Regions from separate parts of the Hordeum vulgare genome. Here regions 2 and 3 are each linked to region 1. A link is a contact called in public Hi-C data. All regions are on one chromosome and are shown on one strand. Each heading gives the region's core, a stretch centred on a gene start, on an enhancer-like site or on the middle of the called end of the contact. The rest is flanking DNA. Distances are from core to core; before and after follow the strand shown. Region 1 holds the start of LOC123411495 (probable inositol oxygenase). Region 2 holds the start of LOC123407319 (K(+) efflux antiporter 6-like). Region 3 holds the start of LOC123409009 (GDSL esterase/lipase At1g29670-like).

Evidence for each region. Hi-C and Micro-C count contacts between places; a contact is called where the count stands out from the background.
Region 2: a contact with region 1 is called in a Hi-C map of leaf, with 3 times the contacts expected there. The contact joins the promoter of LOC123407319 here to the promoter of LOC123411495 in region 1. A contact is called at or near these places in 2 of 6 Hi-C or Micro-C datasets (leaf and seedling).
Region 3: a contact with region 1 is called in a Hi-C map of seedling, with 7 times the contacts expected there. The contact joins the promoter of LOC123409009 here to the promoter of LOC123411495 in region 1. A contact is called at or near these places in 4 of 6 Hi-C or Micro-C datasets (leaf and seedling).

What each region holds. Positions count from the first base shown.
Region 1 is chr7H:514,280,167-514,284,505 of MorexV3_pseudomolecules_assembly, forward strand. LOC123411495 (probable inositol oxygenase) reads right to left here and starts at 2,200. Exons shown (of 10, transcript XM_045104452.1): 1 at 2,053-2,200; 2 at 1,788-1,887; 3 at 666-952; 4 at 491-550; 5 at 351-403; 6 at 146-268; 7 at 1-29. The coding sequence starts at 2,083.
Region 2 is chr7H:514,044,502-514,048,840 of MorexV3_pseudomolecules_assembly, forward strand. LOC123407319 (K(+) efflux antiporter 6-like) reads right to left here and starts at 2,586. Exons shown (of 20, transcript XM_045100427.1): 1 at 2,123-2,586; 2 at 1,862-1,905; 3 at 764-822; 4 at 565-637; 5 at 375-436; 6 at 213-288; 7 at 9-83. The coding sequence starts at 2,438.
Region 3 is chr7H:514,441,678-514,446,016 of MorexV3_pseudomolecules_assembly, forward strand. It overlaps LOC123409009 (GDSL esterase/lipase At1g29670-like), which reads right to left and starts at 2,597. Exons shown (of 4, transcript XM_045102014.1): 1 at 2,005-2,597; 2 at 1,356-1,619; 3 at 809-1,064; 4 at 340-726. The coding sequence starts at 2,508. The coding sequence ends at 506.

The DNA.
Region 1 (4,339 bases), core at 950-3,449:
GGAAGGGTGGTCTTGTTCTCCTTGGCAACCTGAAGACGAGCATCCCAAACACATTTCAGAGAACACGGCATGTGCAAGAACTTCGTCGTTGGTTCGCGGCTCGTGCACGACGGCGCGACGGCGCAGGTGATGAACGGGCGCGTACCAGGTACATGTAGTCGTCATGGCCCCATGACATGAGCACGTTGTCCAGCCCGCACCCCTCGGAGTAGACCCCGAACTTGGTGTTGAACTCCGGGTTGTGGTAGTCAGGGTTCTCCTTGAGGTACTGCACGCATCGTCGCAGATGCAGAGTCAGAGGGCAAGCAAAGCTTCAGCCTTGAACCGGTCATGGGCGTTGAGGCGCTTACCTTGAAGTGGACGTTGCATTCGTCGAACGCGCAGCCCACGGGGAAGGTGTCACCTGAAGAAAGATGCCACGAAGCTCGTCAGAGATTCAGAGCTGAATTTGGCAGAGGTTTGGTGTGCAGGGGTCTCTTTGACTGATTACCTACGACTGCCCACTGAGGAAGCTCCCCGAAGCTGGGATGCAGCAGCACCTTGCCCAGATCTGCACACCGCGGCAACTCACATCACAACACATGAGAAAAAAGAAGTGCATGTTCAATTTGAAGTGTAAAAACGCCTTATATTTTGGTGCAGAGATGCTGATAAGAGCTAGCGACCGTGGATGAGGCCCGTGAGGTGGAGCCAGTCCTCGTCGGGGTAGTCCTTGCGGATGGCCTCGGCGGTCTGGAGGAGGTGCTCGATCTGCGGCATGTCGAGGTCGGGGTCGCTGTCGTCGATGAACTCGTTGAGCAGCTCGATGCACTCCCAGATGCTCATCTCCGTCCTGTCCAGCCGCGCGTACGCGTCCCGCATCCGCCGCACGAACTCGTACGTCTGGCTGATGTGGTTCACGCGGTAGAACTCCTCCACCGTCTTCTTCCGCTCCGACTCCGCGTCGTAGTCCCTGCAGCAGGCACGCAGGTGGGTCTCAGCCTCCGCTTCAGCTTCGTTCGTTGGTGCAGTACGCACTGTGGTTATCAAGTTCGGTTCGCGAAAAGGGTTTGATAAGCACGTCCGCCACGGAGTATGCGTCCGTGCCAACTCTGCTTATCGCGGAAAGAAAAACTCGCGAGCCTCTGCAAGCTTTTCTTTTCTTCTTCTGAGTATTAGCAAGCCTATGAAAGCTGAGATACAGAAAAATGATTCTGTTCGACTAATTCTAGCGCAAATGCGGGGAGATTCTTGCCCAGCTTAACTCCCTCTACTCCAATTTTAGCTAATTGGTTTCAGCAGGTCCTTCGTGATACCGTTACACATCTTTTCATTTAAGATGTGCTTCTCCTTTCTTTTTTTTTTAGTAAAAAATATCCTATCATGTCATAATCAGTACCTGCAGTCCTAAAAAAAAGCACCTGTATATAGAAACAAAGTAAAACTTAATAACATATATATATATATTTTTCGTTGTTGTGGTACAACTGTTGGTAGGCTTTTCGAGCATTTTTTTTCTTAAACAGAGCGTAAAAAGAGTTGTCTGGTTAATTAACAAAAAAACTGAACCACGACAGATACAAATAAACGACGTGCGGACAAATGGTGAGGTCATGTGGAAACAAATTCAATTTAACTTTGTTTTGTCCTTTCTCGTGGGATGAGTTTCAACAGGAGAAACATGGTTCGCGACTTAAAACGTGCAAATGTGTGTGTGTATATATATCATTAGAATTGATGATTTTTTATTTCAATCCAAAAAAAACACGGGAGGTGAGGTCGAGAAACGGAAAACCATGAGAAGTCACCTGAAGGTGTGGCCGAAGGCGTTGGAATCCGGCACGGTGAAGCCGCCGTCGAGCACGAGCTCCCCCGGGTCCCCGGCGACCTTCCTCTCCGCCGCCGCATCTGCAACCACCCAACAGAAATTCCGGACTAAACATCAGCGTCATGCCCATCCCACGGCGTTCTGTTCGCGCACTCAACCTCCAACTCCAAGAAACACGAACAGGAACTCAACAAGAAGAGGCAAGGAAAGGAGCACGCAAATGAGACGGGCAAGAGGAGCCTCACCGAACTGAGTCTGGTCGATGATGATGGTCATCCTGACCGGGGAAAAAGATCGCCGATCGGAGCTCTCGCGGCAGCGAGAGCGGCGGAGAAGCAGGGTCCAAGAAGACAGGACGGTAACGGCGTATGGGCTTGGTTGGGCTCTCTGCTCTGCAGGAGGGAAATCCAGAGCGGTATTTATAGGAGGGCCGAGGGGGGGTGGGGCCCAGGCGTCAGCGGCTGGCTGTTTAGGGTGGTACCGAAGAGTAATACGTGACGGCGTGTTGATGGCGCTATCCTGCGGATTTCCCATTTATTAATTGGGTCAGTGACTCAGCCATGGCGTGGAGCTGCGCCTGTCGATGACAGCAACAGCTCGTGTCGTCTGTTTTCCTCCTTTTCCCTAGGGCCTAATTTCATTTCCTTCCTCATCCGGGTTTCGCTGTGTTATTACTATCCTTTATTTTGTGTCAGAGGTGTTTTTTAACACAATACACACGTCTAACTGTCATACGTACGTACATACGTTCATCCGAACACCTCCAAGAGACTGGCGCGCAGGTATTAAAACGGCACTTTATGCCCTCCTTCTTCGGTAACGACGAAAAAGATGAATTAGAAAAAACTTAAGGGCCATCGTCAAAAAAGGAAAAACTTAAGGCCACTTTTATTCAATCGATTTTATCAAAAAATAGTGGGTTGAGATCATGTTAACACAATACACACGTGGTTGTAATGGGTAGTATTATATACTAGTATCATGCATATGGTACTAGTATATGATATCACATCTGTAATGCATAGTATCATATGTTACTCCTTCCTTTCCGGTTTACAGGGCTCATTTTAAAAATTTCAGATTTTCATTATATTAGGCTCATTTTCAGTCTAATTAATTTAAAGTGCTTTGAGTCCCATACTATATTTAATTCATAGAGTTTAGAAAAAGAAGATGAGTGGCTATGCATACATCGTTTTCTACATCCACTATGCAAGTCCAATGAGAAGGATGATGCTACATTTATTGCCTTGGAAATTGAATATGTGAGAAAATTTTCATTGGCTAGTTAAAACTAGTGTCATCCACTCACAATTCACCTTGATTGATGAGATTTTAGATTTGAGCCCTATAAACCAGAAAAAAGGGAGTAGTATCATAAGATAGTTCATTTATTGTCATGCAAGACACATAGTAACACATCATTTAATATGATACGGTATCATGATATGAGACTCAACTCTCTCTTTGTTCATTTAATTCCAAGTCACCTCATTGAAATTGCCTAGTTGGCATGTATGATACTACCTATGATACTACCATTACGAGCAGCCTAACGTTCATACATACGTTCATCCGAACACCTCCAAAAGACTGACGCAGGTATTAAAACGACACTTTATGCCCTCCTTCTCCGGTAACAATGAAAAAGAAGAATTAGAAAAAACTTAAGGCCCATCGTCAAAAAAGGAAAAACTTAAGGCCACTTTTATTCAATCGATTTTATCAAAAAATAGTGGGTTGAGATCATGTTAACCTTTTCTATGTGGATTGTCTGGTTCATATGACAAAATACTACTTGATTTTACTAATTAACGTTTTGCAATACACTTAAAGAAAGTGTTCATACACTCCAAACTCTTGTAGACAATATTTAGTTTTTTTTCGTTAGATGTACAATTTTAGTTTTTGCCATGGTGTATTCACACATATTTTGGTACAAATTAAATCATGTACTATTTAAATGGGCATGATCGTCCCCCTCAAATTTAGAACTCTACGAATGAAGGATGTTTTTATCTTTTATTTTCTACATTCTGGCTTGACATAAAAAGACGAATGATGCTACAGTGACATCCATGTATTTATGGATTTAACGGACTAGCATTAGGTTGCATTTTCTCATTGAAGATTAGGGAAGATTAGGGGAGAAAAAAAGACGAGAATAGTTATACGTTGATCCCAGCATCATGGATTTTTTTAAATTATCAAAATATTAAGCTACATGGAAACAGAGACGTGCGACAATCGATCAAAACTAAACGCAAACAGAAATAAAAGGCACAAATCATGGGACCCTTGGCCCGAGGCTTTATATTTTGTTGGACCATGCATGTTGATAATGAAATCACTAAATCTAAAATATAATCATTAGCTAACCCTAATTATGAAAAGTAACAAAAAAGGGAAATCCCAATTTGAAAAGCGAAGCCAATAAGAAATGGCAATGCACCATGTAGGCTCTTTTAAATTATTTATTTTAAGTAGTTATGTCTAGAGACAACAAACACACTAGACATATTTGAGAGCCCA
Region 2 (4,339 bases), core at 1,336-3,835, 240 kb before region 1:
CACCCTACTTGCACCAGTTCGTTGACAAAGCTAAAACCTCCAGGGCCTATTATAGAACCTGCAAGTAAATAACCTGTAATGACCTGCAAAGTATTTTTAAAATTTCTTTAGATCACTCATAATCAGTAAAAAAAAATCATAAACAGCCATATAAAATTTATGTCTTACACATAATGGGGCAGAAATGAAATTTGAGACAAAAGAAGACTCACTGGTTGTCCAAGGCAAGCAAAGGCAATACCACCACATGTAGCAGATACAATAACGACAACAAGATCTGATATCAACCTACAGTAATTCACATACAGACCAAGTTATGAGCAAGGGCAGTTACTTTATTTTTGCTCATCCTCAGAAATAATTAGGTCACATACGTAAGGTCCAGCTGCAGTACGGGGTACTTTGACTTCCGGTTTGATATAATAAAAACATTATCCTGGATTTGCAATTGTGTCAATACAGCACACGGGTAAATAGAGTAAAATACAACAACACTATTGCATTCACAGCACATAAGGCGTAACTGAACACAAAAAAAACGGCAATGAATCATAGCGTCTGTACCTTCCGATCAATCAACGTGGGAACATCCTCTTGCTCTGACCGATCCAAGAAAACTTCCTTGAACGGGAATGAACTGGGGATTGAATAACCGTAAACTTGGGATATTTGCTACTGATTGTGAAATTATAAGACGTTTTTTGACTCGAGTCAAAAAACATCTTATATTATGTTACGGAGGGAGTATATAATAGGAACATACTTATTGTCTTTGGTCTCATTCTTCTTCGTTACTCTCCTGGCCACAGTTTCCAGAACTCCCTGGCAGGGTAGAACAGAACAAGATAAGTGTAACCAGCAATTTTGTACAGACAAGAGCAACACGTTTAAAGTGCAGTGCAACTGGAAATATAAAGTATGAATGCAGTAACTTTTACAATTTATCCACATAAACCACAATATTGCTAGATGCATGTGTTTTTTCCCTTGAGCCATGTGTACATCGTTCAGATCATCTGGCAAATGTGCTTATTTACTTCAAAATGGAACGGTGGTATTACAAATTGGGAATGTAACCGAATACGGAATTGAGAAAGTGATAGGATCAAATATGGAATTGAGAAATATGATAGGATAGACGGATGCAAGTCAGAGTAGTTGTAACTCATGAGTGTATCATGTAGAAGATCAAATGACTAAATGAATGTCAGCTGGGACCAAGCACTCAGGGTCAGGGGTTTATGCAAAACTCAAATGATTTCTATCAGTAAGTTAGTAACTTACACCACAACAATTGTTTCACAAAGTTAGTCAGGTATCATAAGCAAATATTAGTTTTTGATTCATAATCCAGCACAGTAAACACCATTCAAGATATTGTAGTCAGTATTAGGAAAACGTCAACTACTTTAATCTCACTAAGTCAAAAGGCCAGTGGGCCGAATAATTGGTCAACAGGCGCAAAACCTACAGAATGATATATAGAAGGATAACTGAATGCTTGGAAATTACAATACACTGAGGAAGCTGGTGAAGCTTCGTCATTATCAATGGTGTAACCTCTGTCCAAATGTCAGGTCCACCCGAGACATAGATGGTATCAGATATTTTACAGGCGTACAATACATACTCAGTCGTGTCAAAGACTAGTTATGTTTTGATATTAAACCGCATGTAAAAGGAAGTCAATTTAGAAGTTAAGTCACGCATATGTTGAACTAGTCTCCTAAATCTAGAGAGCCGGCAAGACATGAACAACCATTCCATGAGCATCATAATAATGCAAAATTCAACCAGGTTCCATAATCATTGTAAACGAACAATCCGACCACACACAAACAAAACTGTGCAGATGAATCACCTGCTTCTCGGCGACGGTGTTGTTGAAGCTGCCGGGGTCCGTCTCTGCAAAATCATAGCAGCAGAGGTCAGCACAGGCCAGCTCAATGCAAAGACCCAGAAACAGGCAGGATTCGCCAATTCCCAGCAAAGCGCGGCAGCCGGGGCCGAGATCTAGGCAGCCGGCCGCCGACACACGCCAGGGCGCGCCGAAACCAGATCCCCGAGCCACGGAGCCCGCGAGGCGGATCGCGGGGAGACGGCGGGACTCAGATCCACGCACCTCCGCCGCCCTGGTCGCCCTCCGAGTCGGGGAACTCCTTCTCCAGCGCGCGGTCGATCATGTCGGCGAGGCTGTTCTCCTTGTTCGTGCCATTGCCCTGCGCTGCCTCCCCGCCGGCCTGGGCCGCCCCCAGGGCCGCGGCCGTGGCGTCCGCGCGCTCCACCGCCGCGACCGCCTCGCCCACGCGGCCCTCGTCGCCCGCCTCGGCCGCGTCGCCGGCCGCGCCGGGGAGCAATGCGGCGGCGGACGCGAGGAGCAGGGCGACGAGGAGGCGGGGGAGGACCGGGCCCAGCAGGCGGCGGCGACGCATCAGCATCGCCGGAGGGGAGCGGTCGGAGTGGGGTTTAGATTTTGGGAGGAAGAGGCGAAGCGTGTGCGGGTGCCAGCCGTGTGCGTGCGTGCCCGTGTCCTGGGAAGAAAGTGGGGGCAAATGCGTGAGTCGTGCGTGACTGTGCTAGGTGCGGGCGCAGCCGGCTGAAGCAGCAGCGATTTGTAGAGGAGTTTTTTTTTTTCCTTTTTTTGTTAGTTATGGTATCACTTCCGTCCGGGCTTGTTGGTTGGGTTCATTATTTTGTCCCCTTTTATTTGTGAATCTACCAACTCGTGTCTTGACGGCTCCTTGGATCAACCCAGAATTCCAAAAATGCAGGCGGATAATAATGGTAAGGGCATGTATTGAGCACATGTATTGAGCAATCCAACGCGATGACCTGTTCGTTTGGATTAAAACAGACACAAAAATCGACCCAAATGCGTCGATCTAAACATACGAGAGTCCGCTTTTCATCCGTCGGGAGATCCATTCCAGACCAAATGTGAGACTCGTTTGCGTCGACACGAACATGAAACGGACGCGCACGACGCGCGTCTACTACTCCCTCTGGCCCACTAGTCGGTTGCACAGCCACCCCCATTTCCCTTCCTCTCCCAAAATATTCCCGTCACCTCGCGCTCCCGACCGCTCACCATGGATGACGTGCCGACCCTCAATGTCATCACCGGACTCGCCTCCCTAGCCTCCTTCGACCGGGCCCTCCTCACATAGGGCCCCCGTCGTCACCACCAAGGGCAAGCCCCACACCGCCCGCAAGACAGCGGCGCCGATCAAGAAGAAGTCGTTCACACCCGAGCAGTGGGCCATGTAGTCGGCTAAGAGGAAGGAACGGAGGCACACGCGGGAACACAAGCTTGAAGACGAGTCTTCCGCTACCCTGGCCACTGTCGCATAGAGGAAAGCATTACAAGAGTCGCTGCAGCGACGAGGGAGGCCTTGATCTCCCTAGTGTTAAACCCATGTTAGCACGGGCTCGCCACCGCCATCGTCGTGGGCGCAGCCAACACGGGCTCGACGGCCTTTCCTCGTGTGCCATTGCCAGAGTCGCCGCGCACGTCTACCCCGCCGTCACTTCCGGGCTTCCATCCCTACCTGCAAGCCTCCCGTTTCTCCGAGGAATGCTCGTCGGAGGTGAGCGTGGTGGCGTCGGCCACACTCACGCCTATGTCCGTCGACCTTAATGCCACACATGTGGTCGATGGACCATCCTCCGGAGGCTGGAGTAAATGCCCACGGAAGATCATAGTCGGCATGCTTCCAAGCGCCCACAACCTATTTGATAGAATGTCGACCATGGACGATGAGACGACCAACCGTTTCATCATTGAGAACATCATCTTCGAAGGTGGTGCGGGTGTCGATGCCTTCGATCCTGAGGAGACCCAAAGCCAAGATGGTCGAGCCCCCTTCATGGCCAACACCTTTTGACCATGGTGGCACGGTCGACCCCTTCACGCAAGGCCAAGATGGCATGGGCAGCACCGTCCCCACCGACCATGAGTTTTCGAAGGACTATGACCTAGAAGAAGATGATGAAGTGGACATTGACGGGGGGCCTTTGTTCGAAGACGAGCTATCTATCCAAGCCAATGTGGTCAAGAAGAGCCAAAACAAGCGGACAAAGGCATACACAAAGGATGAGGACAAGCTCCTTTGTGAATGTTCGAGAGACATTGGATAAGACCCCAAGGTCGATGCCAAGCAAAAGGCATCAAATTTTTGGTTGTGTGTTCATCACGAATTACATGAATGCAAGAAGTTCGTGTCGTACCAAATAAAGAGCAAGCACGGGTGGGTATCCATCTCGAAGCGTTGGAGGGTGATACAACAAGAGTGCAACAAGTTTTGTGCCACCCTTGAGAGCATCGAGGGATGTCCCGTGA
Region 3 (4,339 bases), core at 1,347-3,846, 160 kb after region 1:
GTCCCTATATTCTCGAGCTGTCCGCGAACTCTTATATCCATCACAAATATGGAGAAGATATGAGGGTTCGCGGACGCGTTCGGTCAGTCCGCCACATAAGACATGACCCCATCTCAGACCATCTTTTTTTTTCTTTTTTTTTCCTCTGCATCAATCATGTGCAAGTGACCGGACATATGAAAATAAAATAAAGAGTGTGATTGTATGGACGAATAAATAAGGGACACACCGGATTACTCATCGGACGCGTCCGTAGACATTTAATGGGTCGGATTTGCAATGTGCCGCGTGTAGATGCTCTTAGTAGCCACAGGAAGTGCGGATGAGAGGTACCAACGGTGACCGGCGAATCCTGATCGAATAATAGAACACAAGTACACAACGCTACTGCTGCATTACAAAGCTAGCTGGTACCACTAGCTTTGCTTAGGTACGATAAGACTAGTGCTACTAGTGCTAATACTAATGCTATTGTCTCTCTTCATACGCCGAAGGATCGCCGCCACTACAGCATAGCCAACTTCTTGACGTTGATGGGGTACGCGTCCCGCGGCGACTCGGAGCCGAATCCCTTGCGCGCGATCCTGGCGTTCACCACGTCTGTCGGGTGGAGCCCGTCGAAGAAGACGTACTTGGTCCGGTCCCTGCAGATGGGCCCTCCCTTCCTACACAGCACCCCGGATGACCCCATCTCACTGCAGCAAGCCCGATACGTCTCCCTGATGCCTGAGACAATCAAAGATCAAAATGCAACCACATGAACCATATATATTGTGACGACCGATCGACACAGGCGCCGATATCTTACCATGTTCCCTTGGGTGGTCTAGCAGGTCCTTGATGATCTTGTAGGAGTCGACGACGGCGAAGCTCGCGCCGGGCATGCGCGGCCCCGCGGCGTCGACGAGCGACCTGAGCTCGCCGTTGAAGAGGAGCGCCGCGCCGTTCACCGGCTCGACGCAGCCCGCGCCGGTGACGTTGAGGGACGCCCTCACCACGGGGGTGCACCCCATGGGCTGGATGGAGAAGATCACAAACTTCCTCGCCCCCAGAGCATACAGCCTCTGCACACACACGTAAATGGGGCCGTATTAATCCAACGTCGCACTAGCAAAACGGCAAAAAAAAAGGTACTGTACCACGAGAAAAATAAAACCGAATGGTCCACGGTAGCCAGCTGCTTACTACTCATTCAATTCCTTCACTTGATTTTCATTTCATGCTACTACTACATGTACCAGGAACCGTACTTCTGCAGGCAGTACGCTCCTTCAATACAGTTTGCAATGAATTAATGGAGAAGGAAATGCTCTGCAGCAAGCACAGGAGTGTGCATTAACTAACATGCCACTCACCTGAAGATGGGCCGAGAGCTTGGTGATGAGTGATCTTGTGAAGTCTGACAACTGGGGCCTGGTTGTGCTTCTGGGCCGGTAGTAGTTGAGCAGGTAGTCGTTGCCGCCTGTCCCGATCACGAATAGGGTCTTGGGCAGGAAGCAATCGTGCAAGAAATCATGGCCCTTCATCTGATGATGAGTGCTGGCTGTCGTTGCTCCAAGGTCTGGTAGAGTCACTGCCTCGAAGTTGCTGATTTGCTGCTTCAGGCTCAACACCTTGCCCTAAATGTGCAGCAAACACACATCACACAACACAACCTATCTTCTACTATGATCAAAGTTAAACACACATCACACACTCAACATCTTTTATCCATAAAGATATACTGATGGTATTGCTATAATTTACGATCAAAGTTAAATTTTAAGAATACGTGCACGTCTCGTTCATTGAAACAGAGGGAACAGTGGATTAGTTGAAGCTCGAACACGCATCACAATAGTTGAGTTGATTTTTTAGGATGCGTGCACCGGTGCACGTCTTGTTCATTGAAACCGAGGGAATAGTTGATTAGTTGAAGCTTGAACACGCATCACCACTATTACTATTCCGTCGTATACGTGCAAGAAGGTAAAGAACAGCAGTACTGGCAATGGTAGCACTCACGGTGTCCTGGCCGGTGCTGTCGAGGATGCCAGAGCCGCCGGACGCGAAGTTGACCCCGTGCAGCGCGGCGCGGCCCCTGGTAGCCGGGTCGGCGAACGGCGGGATGCGGCCGCCGCGGGGAAGGCGGAGAAGCTCCCCGAGCGCGTCGATGGTGTTGCGGCCGTTGGAGAAGCGGCCGGAGGGGCCGAGCGGGAAGTCGACGCCGTAGGGCAGGTAGTCGGCGCGCACGCCGGTGCTGTTGAGGAAGTTGTTGTTGCCGTTGTCCACCAGCGAGCTCCCGAACACGAACACGGCCTTCACAATTGGCCTCCCCCGGCCGCCGCCGCCGCTCCTACCCACAGCTCTGCCGCCGTGGCAGCTCGTCGAGCCGCCCGCGCCAGCAGCGGCAGCGTCGCACCGTGTTAGCACGATAAGTAGGTAGAGCGACGCCATGACCGCGGCGAGCTTGGGCATGGCCATTGCCGGTGAAACGAGCTGAGATGAGGCCGGCAGTAACCAAACCATATCGAGGTGGCGATAAGGTACTGGAGGGGAGCTACTACTAACAGTAACCGCGAGCTTTACCAGCCACCTTGAAATGGATGATACGGAGAGCGTTGCTACTTATAGGCAGAAGAGGTCAAGAGGGAGGTGCGTAACAGCAACAACTGTCGGGTTGATTGAATGCGGGTAGGTTTGTGCACCTCGTGAGGCAGAGGGATCTGGAGATCTGCATGCAGTTACCGCATGCGCGCGTACAGTAAAAACTCTTCTATGCGAAGTGCATATGCATGCGTACCCAGAGCCAGAGGCCAGAGCCCGATCAACCCTGAGGGATATGGGGCACATCACTCCTGAGATACCGGGTGCGTGGAGCGATGTGATATATCGAGCCGGTGGATAGGCAGATGACAACTGCGTTGTTGGCACTCAATGAAAACTTGACCAAACGGTCGTCGAACAGAAACTTGCCTGTTGCTCTTGGGCGTGCCCTAGAACAGACCTCCGTACTTTTTATTTTTACGGGGATATAGGGTGTTTGTATTACTCAATCAATGGGCGGTCCGCCTTAGAAAGTTATGGCACAACACCCGGACCCGATCAAATCCACACAAAAAAAGTGCAATTCTCACGTCTACCAAAATTAGCTAAAAAATAACTCGCGACATTTTGATCACGCTTCACATGTGTGATATTCACATCTCTGCCCTCGTGCAGGGATCTCAAAATAGTATCCACCATCATGGTGTATCTCGAGCGGCCTGCGTGTCCTTGAGAAATCAGATTCTTCGCCTCGGTCTTCAGAACAATCGACAGTGTAGTCCATTGCAAGGCAAACACGATTCCCTCCCTACAGGCTGAGAGCTCTGCATCTAGCGCATCCGCACACGATCTCAAGGATCGACTGGCGGAAAAAATGATGGCTCCTATATCATCATGCAAAAACATTCCCGCTCCAGCCGTGCCATCCGCCTCGCAAAAGGAACCATCAACTGATAGTTTGGTCCATCCGGCTGGTGGTGGAGAACATGCAAGCCTCGGTTGTTGTTTGTGTGCACCCTTAGATGGCAACACTTGCTTCCCATGTGGTAAGACCACCACTTTGCCCTTGACGTGGTCTAGCTCTAGATGTTGCTGAATGCTCTGAAGCATGTTGACATAACTGAAAAGAAAGCGCACAGAAGACTCGACGTCTGGTGGCTTCTTGTTGTGCACTATTTCATTCCGCACATGCCAGCACCTCCATAAAGTCATAAGAACATCTCTAACAGGCGCCGAACGCGCCGCGCGCAAAAAACTGGTTTGCCGTGCGCCCATCGTCTGGATTGGCGCGGCGCGCAGCGTTGGCTCCAGCAGCTGCGTTAAAATACAGCGCGCGCGCTCACAACATTTTTTTATTTTAGATAATAATAAATCGGAAGCATAGATAAATAAAAACTAGATAGATTGCATAAATAAAAAGGGCACTACTACGCGTCCATCGGCTGATCCGCAAGAAACATCCGCCACCTTGAGAGCCGTCGGATGTACGCGCGCAGCCGTCCAATCTACCTCCTGGCATGTGGCACGGTCGCCTCCTCCGAATCATTAATTCCCGAAACAACGGTCGAGTTTCAGAAACAAACGCTTTGTTGCAGAATAATTTTAGACTCATTAATTCCTGAAACAACGCGAATTGCAGAAACAAGCCTTTGTTGCAGAATAACTTTCACCATAGATGAGGTCGCAGAAAAACTTTTGCAACAAAGAGCATATTGCAGTTTTTTTTTAAAGAAAGATGAGGTTGCAAAAAAAATTGTCTTCACTTTTCTGCAACACGGGGTATTGTTGCAGAATAAACTTCTGCAACACAGAT